Linked DNA regions of Mus musculus: all the other regions are linked to region 1. The links are chromatin contacts, called in public Hi-C maps. All regions are on one chromosome and are shown on one strand. The core of a region is the stretch at or near the end of the contact, and the rest is flanking DNA. Distances in the headings are between cores, read along the strand shown.

The links. A called contact is a pair of places that touch in the nucleus more often than the background predicts.
Region 2: a contact with region 1 is called in a Hi-C map of cerebellar granule neurons, with 2.8 times the contacts expected there. The contact joins two enhancer-like sites. A contact is called at or near these places in 8 of 39 promoter capture datasets (the C10 cell line, the HPC-7 cell line, HPC-7-derived erythroid cells and 6 more), 1 of 15 datasets of contacts at CTCF or cohesin (large pre-B cells), 5 of 484 Hi-C or Micro-C datasets (the HPC-7 cell line, bone marrow-derived macrophages, cerebellar granule neurons and 2 more), 2 of 115 datasets of contacts at active chromatin or transcription factors (embryonic basal ganglia and embryonic forebrain) and 1 of 9 other capture datasets (embryonic stem cells).
Region 3: a Hi-C map of cerebellum shows a contact between it and region 1, with 7 times the contacts expected there. The contact joins two enhancer-like sites. A contact is called at or near these places in 8 of 39 promoter capture datasets (the C10 cell line, cranial neural crest, embryonic stem cells and 5 more), 2 of 15 datasets of contacts at CTCF or cohesin (large pre-B cells and pro-B cells), 13 of 484 Hi-C or Micro-C datasets (the HPC-7 cell line, brain, cerebellar granule neurons and 7 more), 4 of 115 datasets of contacts at active chromatin or transcription factors (a beta-TC-6 cell line, embryonic basal ganglia, embryonic forebrain and 1 more) and 1 of 9 other capture datasets (embryonic stem cells).

What each region holds. Positions count from the first base shown.
Region 1 is chr14:122,383,373-122,387,012 of GRCm38.p6, reverse strand. Clybl (citrate lyase beta like) reads right to left here. Exons shown (of 8, transcript NM_029556.3): 7 at 2,691-2,815. The region is part of intron 2 of Gm5089 (predicted gene 5089); the gene reads left to right. Among named protein-coding and RNA genes, the nearest start is that of Gm25464, 3.0 kb to the left of the region's middle. Within about 2 kb of position 2,097, at least 4 of the 459 cell types and tissues checked have an H3K27ac peak or open chromatin away from gene starts, as enhancers often do. A contact at or near this core is called in cerebellar granule neurons and cerebellum, where this site is marked.
Region 2 is chr14:122,889,737-122,893,376 of GRCm38.p6, reverse strand. It overlaps Ggact (gamma-glutamylamine cyclotransferase), which reads left to right. Exons shown (of 3, transcript NM_145466.2): 3 at 1,561-2,517. The coding sequence starts at 1,576. The coding sequence ends at 2,025. It overlaps Pcca (propionyl-Coenzyme A carboxylase, alpha polypeptide), which reads right to left. Exons shown (of 24, transcript NM_144844.2): 24 at 3,433-3,640. Among named protein-coding and RNA genes, the nearest start is that of Gm46488, 19 kb to the left of the region's middle. Within about 2 kb of position 1,631, at least 2 of the 459 cell types and tissues checked have an H3K27ac peak or open chromatin away from gene starts, as enhancers often do. A contact at or near this core is called in cerebellar granule neurons, where this site is marked.
Region 3 is chr14:122,873,655-122,877,294 of GRCm38.p6, reverse strand. It overlaps Pcca (propionyl-Coenzyme A carboxylase, alpha polypeptide), which reads right to left. Exons shown (of 24, transcript NM_144844.2): 22 at 391-531. Among named protein-coding and RNA genes, the nearest start is that of Gm46488, 35 kb to the left of the region's middle. Within about 2 kb of position 1,569, at least 23 of the 459 cell types and tissues checked have an H3K27ac peak or open chromatin away from gene starts, as enhancers often do. A contact at or near this core is called in cerebellar granule neurons and cerebellum, where this site is marked.

The DNA of each region.
Region 1 (3,640 bases), core at 848-3,347:
GTAGGACTTTTCACTATTGCCACGATCAGAAAACATAACTGACCCACTGTTAACTGCCAGCTCTGGCCACGCTTCGGTGTAATTGAAGACGGGGGTGGGAGAAAAGCAAGGGTACATCGTAGTGCCTTTTTGGACTGTTTCTACTTAAAGGAATTAATTAAATGAAATTTTCATCAGAGGAGAGGGATAGGGCCTCGGGGAAACTCATGAGCACCTCACCAGGACGCAAGCCATCCATTTTCCAGCCTTGGGAGTCATCTGTGCTTTGGACAAAATATCCGGGAGTTCGTATTTTTCATAAATGGTACTCATTTGAACTAAGACAGATGAAATGTTTGTTGGAGGTGATACTTCCTACTGCCGTGAGCTTTTTTTATAGGGGATCTCTGCCAAAATAACCCACACACTATTTAAACCACACGAGCCCCTCAAGACCCAAGGCACCTACCTGCAGGCCCAATGTTTGAGGCCAGCTAGTTTATAGGCGCAGTGAAAGGATCATGCTAACTGGATAAAATAACCATATGTCCCCACCGGAGGCTCCATTACTTGAGTCATTTAAGCCTCTCTGGACAAAAAGCACCAGGGCCATTTGCTGTTGGAAATCAAACCTCCACAAAGTGGACATAGGAGAAATGACCTAATAGGTAATGCCGGCTTCTGTGTTAAGGAAAGCTGGCCTGCCACACTGTTGTGAAAGCGAATGCCCTAATTATACCCCAACAAGAGGGGCACTTCTTATTTGGAGAATGAAAAGGGAAAAAAAGCCCAGATTTAACATTTACATCACCATTATCAAAGGCCTGGGCAATTTTCCCTAGGAATAATATTTTCGAGATATAATGGAAAAAGTGTGTGTGGGGTGGGGTGGGGTGGGGCACAGTTTGTAGTCTTTATTCAGGAACTTAAGAGGCAGAAAGGGAGTGTTTCTGGTCTGACTTTTGTTTGGGAGCTGGTGAGGTGTGTGTGTGTGGGTTAACCTTTACCATCTGCTTATAAGGCCAGGTATCCATCTCAAGGGAGCACATGCTGCCTCAGTTTACTCTCTCAATATGCATTTACTGCTTGCACACTGTCCGCTGGTATAAGGCAGAATAGAGGAAAAGGATACATAGAGTGAATGTGTGTGTGTGTGTGTGTGTGTGTGTGCGCGTGTGTGTGTGTACACTTGTGCGTGTGTGTATATGTGTGTGTGTGTTTCTGCATACATACAGGTATGTGGGAAGGACATGATGGGGTTCGCATGTGTGGATTAAAGATTGCACAGCTTTTCTTTCTAGGTAAATATGTTCATTTACTGCAATCCTCATTTTGGATTGAAATACAGAAACAAATGTGAAATACAATTTCAACTTAAAATTACTTTTCTGTGAAATAGATAATTTTTTGATGGCCACCATTGACATGAAATGAAAAAAAAAAAAACAAACCAACCCTATTTTTCGTAAATTTGGTATATTGTCCAAATAGGATCTTTCCTATGTAGATATTCTGCCTTTGGATATTAAGCGTGTGTCTGTACAAAGGTTAGTCCGTGTGTGGAGCAGGGGGTGGAGAGGAAGAGGGAGGTGGTATGCTTGGTCAGGGTTGAAGGCAGACATCCACAGGGAATGACCTACTTAATGTTGTCACCCATTTGTCCAAGTCGTGGGACTTTCATGTGTCCTTGCAGCCAGGGATCATGTAAAGGACACTTCTCACATGGGTGTCACAGACCCACCACTGAAAACCAGATTTTGCTTCTCTGCTGTGTTTTTATTTATTTATTTTCACAAGGGTGAGTATTTAACATCTAGGACCTTACTAATCTTTTAGCACCCTTCCTCTCCTAAGCAGTTTTGAGTGGAGGGCATGGCAACTCCATTCCTTACAGAAGTCACGGGCTGAGGTGAGATTATCTCCAGGACAGATTTATAAAAGCAACGTCCCCCCATCCCTCTGAAAAAGAGGCAAACGGTATTATTGCAAATAACCTTTAAGATAATTAACTAACAATGCTGCAACTAGCATAAAATCTTCCTTCAGGCGACACCTAATTTAAGTGTTACTGGCACAAAGTGGAGACAGATTGTGCATTACCACCGCAATATTTACATAGCAGAAACCCACAGAGCGGGAAACGCCAGGCTCAATGAAGCACTAAATTAGAACAACCGTACCCAGTGTTAATTTGCCTTTCATTCTTTCCAAATCTCGGGTCCAGAAATCGGTACAAATCCATCTACAACCTCCTACTCCTAAATGACTAAACCCGAGGAGATGTTAGGACTTTTTCTTTTACCCCACCCCTCCCCACCCCCCAATTAAAATAACTTGAAATTTATTTCTTCTCTCCACAAGAACCATGTGGTCAAACTGTGATTGTTTCGTTGCAACGCGCTCCTACTTTGATCTGAAATCACTCTCATACAAGCGCCGTGTCGAAGACGACACGGCAGAGCCTATTCTGAGACTGCCAATACAGCTTATGAAGAAAATAAATAAGACGAGACAGGGGGACCAATTAGTGAGATATTTAGGGAAAGGAATAGTTGTCTACCTTCCGCAATTTTCTCATTGATAAATTTTATTTCCGTTCCACATTTCCCGTTTCTCCTGCCAAATGTAATGAGTTTTCCTTAAACCATCCTTGTCTGTAATATTTTAAACTCCAGCACCACTCAAATCGAGGTATCAACAAAAACATTTACCTTTCCCAGCTGCTGGTGTTCTTTGAAGGCAGCAATCAGCTCTTCAGCCCACTGAATTTTTTCTGGGGTTGGAGTAAACTGTTCCTGTACCACTGCGATCTGGTTAGGGTGGATCACCTGTTTACCTGCAAAGAGAGCAACCACACTGGAGGCTCAGGGCAGGCCAGATGCACCCAGCTGGGGACATCCCTGGATGCTTCATAGAGTGGGTGCTGAGGAACTGAACAGTACAAAGTAAGACCTGCAATCAGACACACTTTCCCAGAAAACCACATAAGAGCAAACACAAGTATGGGAGTTACTGCACTCTAGATTTACGTAGACGTGCGCCTCCAGCGTAGAAAAGCTCGCATTTTTAGTTACAGGTGGCTAGATTGGGCAGCTTGTTAAATAACTACTTTCCTTGGATTTTAACTGGAGAATGTCTGCAAGTTATCCATTATTTTGAGTTAAAGGTAGAGTGAAATTAAATGAGAATTCTCTCAAATTGTCTAAGCTGTCTAGTGCTTGTTTGCAGGAGGGAGGGGCGGGGGGGGGCTTGTGGTGCTTTCTATAGCTCATATACCAGAGACAGACAGTTATAGTTCAGCTCGCAGTAGATGTTATGATCATATCAATACCAAACACTGCCTTGGAATGATACATTTCATTTTTTTTGAGCATGTTATTTTAAACATGTCAATTTCAATGAAAATATGTCTAAACTAAAAGGCAGATTTGAATACTGTGGCATCTAGATTACTCTACTTCACATTTTTTAAATAGAAAGATTAGAGAAAATTTATCTGTTCCAAAATATATCTGGATCTTCCCTTTCTCCTGATAGTATGAGAGTTGTTTTGTCTTCAAATGATAAGAAATGGTATCTATGTAGAAATATCTTCAAAAGGAAATTGTATCTATGTAGAAATACCTTCAAAAATCTTTTATTCTTTTTGAAGTTTAAGGGT
Region 2 (3,640 bases), core at 382-2,881, 510 kb before region 1:
AAGTTCCAACAAAAAATAAGAACATGCTTGAGAAAAAACATTCAGGTCCTATGTGCACAGCTCCAGTGCAGGTCACTAGGTCATGTTCCCTGTCCCTGCCCTGGGAGGTCCCCTTCCCAAAGTCCCACAGTTTGACATCAGGCACTGCTGGTAGGGCCAGTGGAGCATAGACAGGGTATGGAGAAGACCTGCTCCTGTGTTTCCATTCTCAAGCCACATTTTACACAGGTCACTTAGGTACCTAAGTCTGTAGCCCAGTCTTAAGCAAATGTTAGTTCTACATGGAGCCAAGGTACCTGCTGTAGATCACCATGAATTGTTCTTACCCTCAAAGATCTTGGGAAAGAAAGCTATGGGCCCACAGATGCTGTGAAGTTTTGCTGGGTCTTAAGTGTTGGGACAGGAATGTAAATGTGTTGCTGAAACCTTGCTTTGTCCCAGAAGTGGGGATCCAGTTTGTTATATGTATTTGTTCATAATATATGTTGTGGGGATTTCAAAGCTCCTTAAAAGACTGAAAGCTAATTGTGTCAGAAGGTGGCCAGCCTGCAGGTGTTGGTCCCTGATTGGGATGTTCCTGTCTGACAGAGAAGTCTCTTCTTAGGCTGAATACCTATGTGTGTGGCTGCTCACTCAGATATGCATGTTTTTGGAAGTTACCGCAGGGGCCTGGTAGTGACTTGACTTGCACTGGGACAGAGCATTGAGTGAAAGGTTTAGTTAGTTAGGTTTAGTTAGTTAGTTAGGTTAGTCATGGGGTCAGGCCTGTGCTCCTGAAACAGAGGCTGTCATAGAAACCCACCGTAGCCAGCTGAAAAAGCTGTGGGAGTTTTGTTTGTTTGTTTGTTTGTTTTTTCTATTCCAGCCCCATTATGACCCTGCCCCTTCCACCTGAGATGCTCAAGAGCTGTCTCCATATGTGGTCTGTGCTTGAGGTCTTTGTGAGACCTGGATTAGTCTGTCCTAGTGGGGCAGAGTGGCTGACCTGCCTGCTTTTCTTACCTTAGAATCGCAATTGAGGCCATTTGCTGGGTGTACTGGTATTCTAATGCCAGCTACTCAGAAGGCTAAGGCAGGAAGATCACTTGAGCCCAGACCTATACGATCTTACAAACACAGGGAAGATCTTCCCATCATACACACATCATGGTGCTTACCATGCTAGGAAGTATTCTTCCTCTACGATTATAGAGATCCACTTCCTGAGCCTCCCAAGTGCTGGGATTAAAGGTGTATATCACTACACCTTGCTCCCCCAGCCCAGATTTTTAAAGTCACTAATATGTGCTCCTCTCTCTAGGCTTGGGATTTCAAACTCCAGGGCAGGCTGGCCTAGTGCCTCTTTCAGCTTTTTAAATAGCTAGAGAAAGCATTTCATGATGTGAAGACTACATGAGCTTCTGGGTGCCATAGCAAAGTTTAACCAGAACATTTTGGCTTCTCTTCCTTATGAGCTTGGCCAGCAGAGTGGAAGGACTGTGGTCGTATTACCCTCAGTCCAGAGGCTTTCCCCAAGAAGACTCTTCATCTGCTCATGTGCCTGCCTGCTTTCTCCTCCAGAGTGCCTGCAGACAGATGGCCCACATCTTCGTGTATGGCACCCTGAAGCGCGGCCAACCCAACCACAAAGTCATGCTGGACCATTCACATGGCTTAGCAGCCTTCCGAGGCCGAGGCTGCACAGTTGAGTCCTTCCCACTGGTGATTGCAGGCGAGCACAACATACCTTGGCTGCTGTACCTACCAGGCAAGGGCCACTGTGTGACAGGTGAGATCTACGAGGTGGACGAGCAGATGTTGCGTTTCCTGGATGACTTTGAAGACTGCCCCAGCATGTACCAGCGCACAGCCCTGCAGGTGCAGGTGCTAGAGTGGGAGGGTGACGGTGACCCTGGGGACAGTGTGCAGTGCTTTGTGTACACTACAGCCACCTATGCACCCGAGTGGCTGTTTCTTCCCTACCATGAAAGCTATGATTCTGAGGGTCCACATGGGCTACGCTACAACCCCCGGGAAAACAGATAAAGGGCTGTGCCCCAGACGCCAACAGGATGGAGGGAACCAGATAGCTTCCTGGCATAAGCAGAGCGTTCCAAGTTCAACTCTAAAGCATGCTGACAAAACATTTTTGTCATATACTCTAATCTGATGTGACTTAATACTGCTTTAGTCTTAAGGAGCACCTGGACTTGCAGGTACTAGATAGGAAACACTCTAGACTGAGGTCCCTGGTTCTCCTCACTGCCTTTTTTTTTTTTTTTTTTTTTTTTAAATTTGCTTTGCTCTAACCTGAAGATGGCATCTTCTGAGACTAAAAAGACTAGGCTGCAGTTGCATCTCAGAAGTCGAATCTAGAAAGAAATGGCAGGAAATACTGAATTGGGTTGGATCAGTGTAAAAACATCAAGGAAAGCATGTTGTACTTAAACTATGTGCTCCATCCACCCCAACCCCACTTGCAATTTCCAAATCACACACAAACTATTAAAATGGCCATTAAAATACGAGTTTGCTGTTGCTGTTTGGTCCTTCTTTTGGTGTACTTACTTGGTAGACAGTGTTTTTCATTCTAATTCAGCAAAGTCAGGAGCACCAACTTGCTGGGAGACACAGCTGAGCCCTCAGACTTTATGTCGTTGATAGGTGCCCAGCTCTCGACAGTCTAGCCCATTTCTGCCACCTGAAGGTGCAGCCCTTGGGGAAGAGCCTTTCAGAAGAACCAACACATTAGTAATTTGTTCCTCAGGCCTGACAGAAGGCTTTGCTTCCAAATACAAACAGCACTTAAAATAATGTTAGGAAGACACGAAGTACCAATTACCATCTACCTCCATCTGATAATCTGTCAGCGTACATGCAAGTTGCACATGACTCTGCCTCTGCCTCCCAATGAAGTAGAAAATGGATTCTGAGAACTGCAGAACCAAATGCAGCTGCTGGCTGAGCACCCTGGCCCTCCACTAAGCTCACTCACCCTTCAGCATCACGGTGGACTGATCACTAACTGCAACTGGCAGAGAAGCATGACTTATTTTAGTCCCTTTTTCTTAATTGGAAACTTGCTTCACAAAATAGAGGGGCAAACATGGGCATCAGCTGATGGTCTGGCAGCCCCACACACAACAATGAGGGCTGGGCATCCTAGTCAGGAGGGAAAGGGACTGGGATAGCATGCTTGTCCTTGGACCCACACAGGCAGCACCCTGTCTGCAGACCCCAAAATGGGGATCTGACTCTTCAATCATCCAAGTGACATCAGTGTAGACCCACACAAAGGGGGCTTCCATAATCTTCATATAACCTTCATCGGTGCTACCTGGTCTAAGGAAGCCATGACTAATGAGCCCCAGGAATCCATCCTGAGTGATGGGAGGAAGGAAGGCAATCAGATTATAAAATGGCCAAAGCTAATAAAATTGCAAGCAGAGAACTGGAATTTATATAAATTTTTAAAGAATCACAATGAAATGCTAATATTTACAGTCAATTGGCACAGCCTGTCGCCTCTGTGTATATTGTCTTCATTCGGAAAAAAGGGCAAACTAATATTTAGACAAATGCTTGGTTTTATTGATTTAATTTTGACACTAGGAAATCTCAGCAGAAGTACAAATCATATGTACAAGTATTTATATCAAGA
Region 3 (3,640 bases), core at 320-2,819, 490 kb before region 1:
TTTAGTTCAGAAATCCTGCAACTAGAAACCCCTGTCAGGGTTAATATGTTCTGGCATGAATTCCTCAAGCATGCTTCATATCTAGAGGGCCAGGGAATAAGGAACAATGCAAAGTAAATGTAAATTTTACAAATTTGAGAAAGAAGAGAATGTCTGTCCTCATTTCTATTCCACGCCCCTACACCCCCACCCCTACACACACACAAGTTGGGAGGAGGCACTGTCACCCACACAACTCAGATGTGAAGTAGGTATACAGAGTGAATGCACACCTGTACCATGAGCGTCCTGTGGGTTAGAAGAGGCCACTGGGAGCGTGCTCCTGTCGGTGCCATTGTTCTGTAGGGGAAGTCTGAGCCCAGCATATCCCTCACACAGAAGTACTCTTACCATGTCTCCAGGCTTGACAGAAACGGCCACCACCACTCCAGGCATCGGGGAGCACAGAGTGCTGCTGGTGTCCTTGGGCACTTTTTCAAGCATGAATTTGTTCAGCTCTGCAGCAAGCTTGGTTAAAATGTGCACTTTGTACTTGAAAGAGAAAAAGCACAACAGAGGTCAAATGACGAATATCATCTAAAACAGCACTTATTCAAAATCTGCTTTTAGCTTTAAACTAAAATTACAATAATATCCTTTAAAGTCAAACATTCTAAAACCCTCCACATAACATTATTCATAACGGAGACAGGTTTTTTAAAGGAATTACTCATGATTAATTAGTGATATATAAAAAAGTATCACAGATCTTTAAGAAAACCATCTCAGAACTTTGTAAAGGAAAACAGTAAGGATTTTGCTTGAGGAACACTGCCGAGTGAGTGAGAGATCGAGCAGTGCAAAGCAGAGGAACCAGATCCTTTGAGTCCCTCAGCCTCAGGGAAAAGGCAGTGACACCGAGTGCATACCAGTAGATGGCAGCAGATTGCTGTCGCACGCCTCCCACACCTCTGAAGCAGCTACACCATGTAGATTATTAAATAGAGACAAAGGCTTCAGTGTTCATTTTGAGAAAAGAAGAGAAAAGTCCTTAACGTTCAAATATTTCTCAGTGACATAAAATGTTATATTCACATCAAAATGTTTTTCCTTTTAGGCACATTACCATGTAGCCTTTTCTCATATGACAAGCCAGCTAGTAGAAAGACAAGATGTAATGAGAATATCTTTTGGGCCGAGATATGATAGCACCAAGATTTGTAAAACACGGAAAATGCCAGGCACATCAGTTTTCATGGCATAGCAAAGGTGGATGGCCAACAAGTCAATCTTAACATTTCTAATACAGACAATACCTACTGGACAGGAAACATCCCAGATAAATATATGAACCACGATTCGCTCTACCCAAACAGAAAATAAAACGCTTTGAGGTAGGGAATTGGTTTCTGGTTCCCACCAGATCCGGTCTCTCTGGGGAGGACAGAAGCAGCACCCACTGGGCAGCTCCATTTTGTTGGAGGAAAGCTGCTGTAACTCAAAGCCTCCTGTGGGCATCATGCTGGCAGGGAGGCCGAGGCAGAATCTGATTCCCACTTTGATTCTGCCTGGGGACAGTGGCACTCTCCAAGTGGCTCTTTACAGGGCCTATTTAAAGCAGGTGGGGGAGGCCCCACAGAAGAGCTTTGATAGCCTAGGTTCCAAGCAGATTTTCGACACTGTGACAGGTTGAATAATAACATCTTCTGGGTGTTTCTTTACTCCTGAGTGTGTGTTTTGCAATCAAGACATAGAAATGTCTGCCAGTTCCTGAAGGATATGATCCTTAAGTGAAATTACAGCACAAATAAAAGCTTTTTGCTCCTATTAAAATTCATCTGAGTCATAAATGACAAGGGAAAAGCAGGCTGCTGTCAGTCTGACGACACCCTGGGCAGAGGGACTACGCATCACCCATGAATTGTACTTCCAAGGCCCTCATTAAATCCTTGGGAACCAAGGGGGGACATAATTGGGCCAAATTGCACAGTTTTAGTATCTGTGCTCTATCTCCCTTGGAACAGAAAGTCCGGCAGCACTAGAGGCTCGTGTGTACCGGGCAGTAAGTCCAGCAGCACTAGAGGTACGTGTGCATCAGGCGGGTTTCATTTCTAGCAGCATCACTAGGGTGTCACTACTACGTGACCAGCTGGCATTCTGCCCCAGGGATTAGTTTTCACTGTAGCATTCAGATCTATTTTCCCCCTGGTTTTCTTTAACTTCAAAATATGAATTTAGGAAAAGTATATACTGAGAATACAATTTAACAGCTTTTCACCACAGCAAATAGGCTTAAGAACCAATACTTCAGCTATCTCACAACTAAGCCTCAATGTGAACAAAGCTAAGGCTGTCTTCAGACCATTTCTCCTGAGAGGCCCAGATCCTGACAAAAAACTGGGTCCCTTACTATTTTTATAACTTTCATATCTTCTAAATTCCTTTCTCTGTAGGGCCCCTGCTTTGCTTGGAAAGAGATGTAAAAGAGTCCAAAACTCAGTGCTTCAGACACAGCCTTTGTTATTGATGAGATGTTCCTTTCCCTTTTGTATTTGTTTATTGTTCTTAAATCTGTTTAGGAATAAATGACTTATTGTAATCACAAGTGAAAAATAACAAGGAGTGGATGCCTCAGGAGAGGTCTTGTTGAACATGGCTGACTCAGAAGTGACCTTTCTGATTAGGAAAAGAAGAGAGAGAAGCTACACTTCTTAAGGATACCTTTGATGTTGTCCTGATTATCACAGGCCATCTTAAAACAGCCTCTTGTCGGCCCTGCAGTTTGTATGTAGAGTCAAAAGTCTGAACCGGCCTCGTTGGTGCCGCACATGGGCCCATCCAAGAAGACATCCTAGTTACAACCATAGATGTTTCCTAGTGCCTGCTCTCCAAAAAGGGGGCCACTGCAGTCTGCACTAGGACTTACAGAGCTTAGCATCTGAACTGGGACTCATTGTTTTCTCTAGATTCTTGGGGAGAGGTGCAGTTAGCTAGCTGAGGATTCAGGAAAGGGTCTTTCTAGCAATAGCAGAGCTCAAGTCTACTTCTATGATGGGCACTTAAGTGTTTTCAGATACTGTAACTACGTAAGTTCAGGGGTGTGTCTGTGTTCATGCAAAGCACAGTGTTGATGTTTAAAAGGCTGGCTGCTAACAGAGAGAAGTATAATCATGAAGGAGGACAGTTTTTCATTCCGTGTGGGTCCAGAAGAACCAGGGTATGGTGGTGAAAAGGTCCATAAAGGTCAGCTCTGGACTCAGTAGTAAAACCACTTCCCTCTACTGGTTTTAGGAAGCTGTCTCCAAACCACTGTCATGGGAATGGAAAGTTTAAAAAAAAAAAAAAAAAAAAAAACACCTCACCAGGTAAATTAGAAAACAGGCTCTCTCTGGGAGCAGTTTAGATGGCTTCTTAACCCAAATGTGATAATCATAGAAGGTATTTGACCCAATTATGTAAAATCGCCCCCCAAGCCAAGACTCCAAACAAATCCATTTTATGCTGTCTATAATGTAAAAACATATCTAGTGAGAAAATGTCATCCAAACATTTAAAGAAAAGAAAGAAGAATCAACAGCAAACATGGGAGATACAATGAGAACACTGCACACAGCGGGCAGTTAGGAGGAGGGCCGTGGGACCAGCATAGGACCCACTGTGG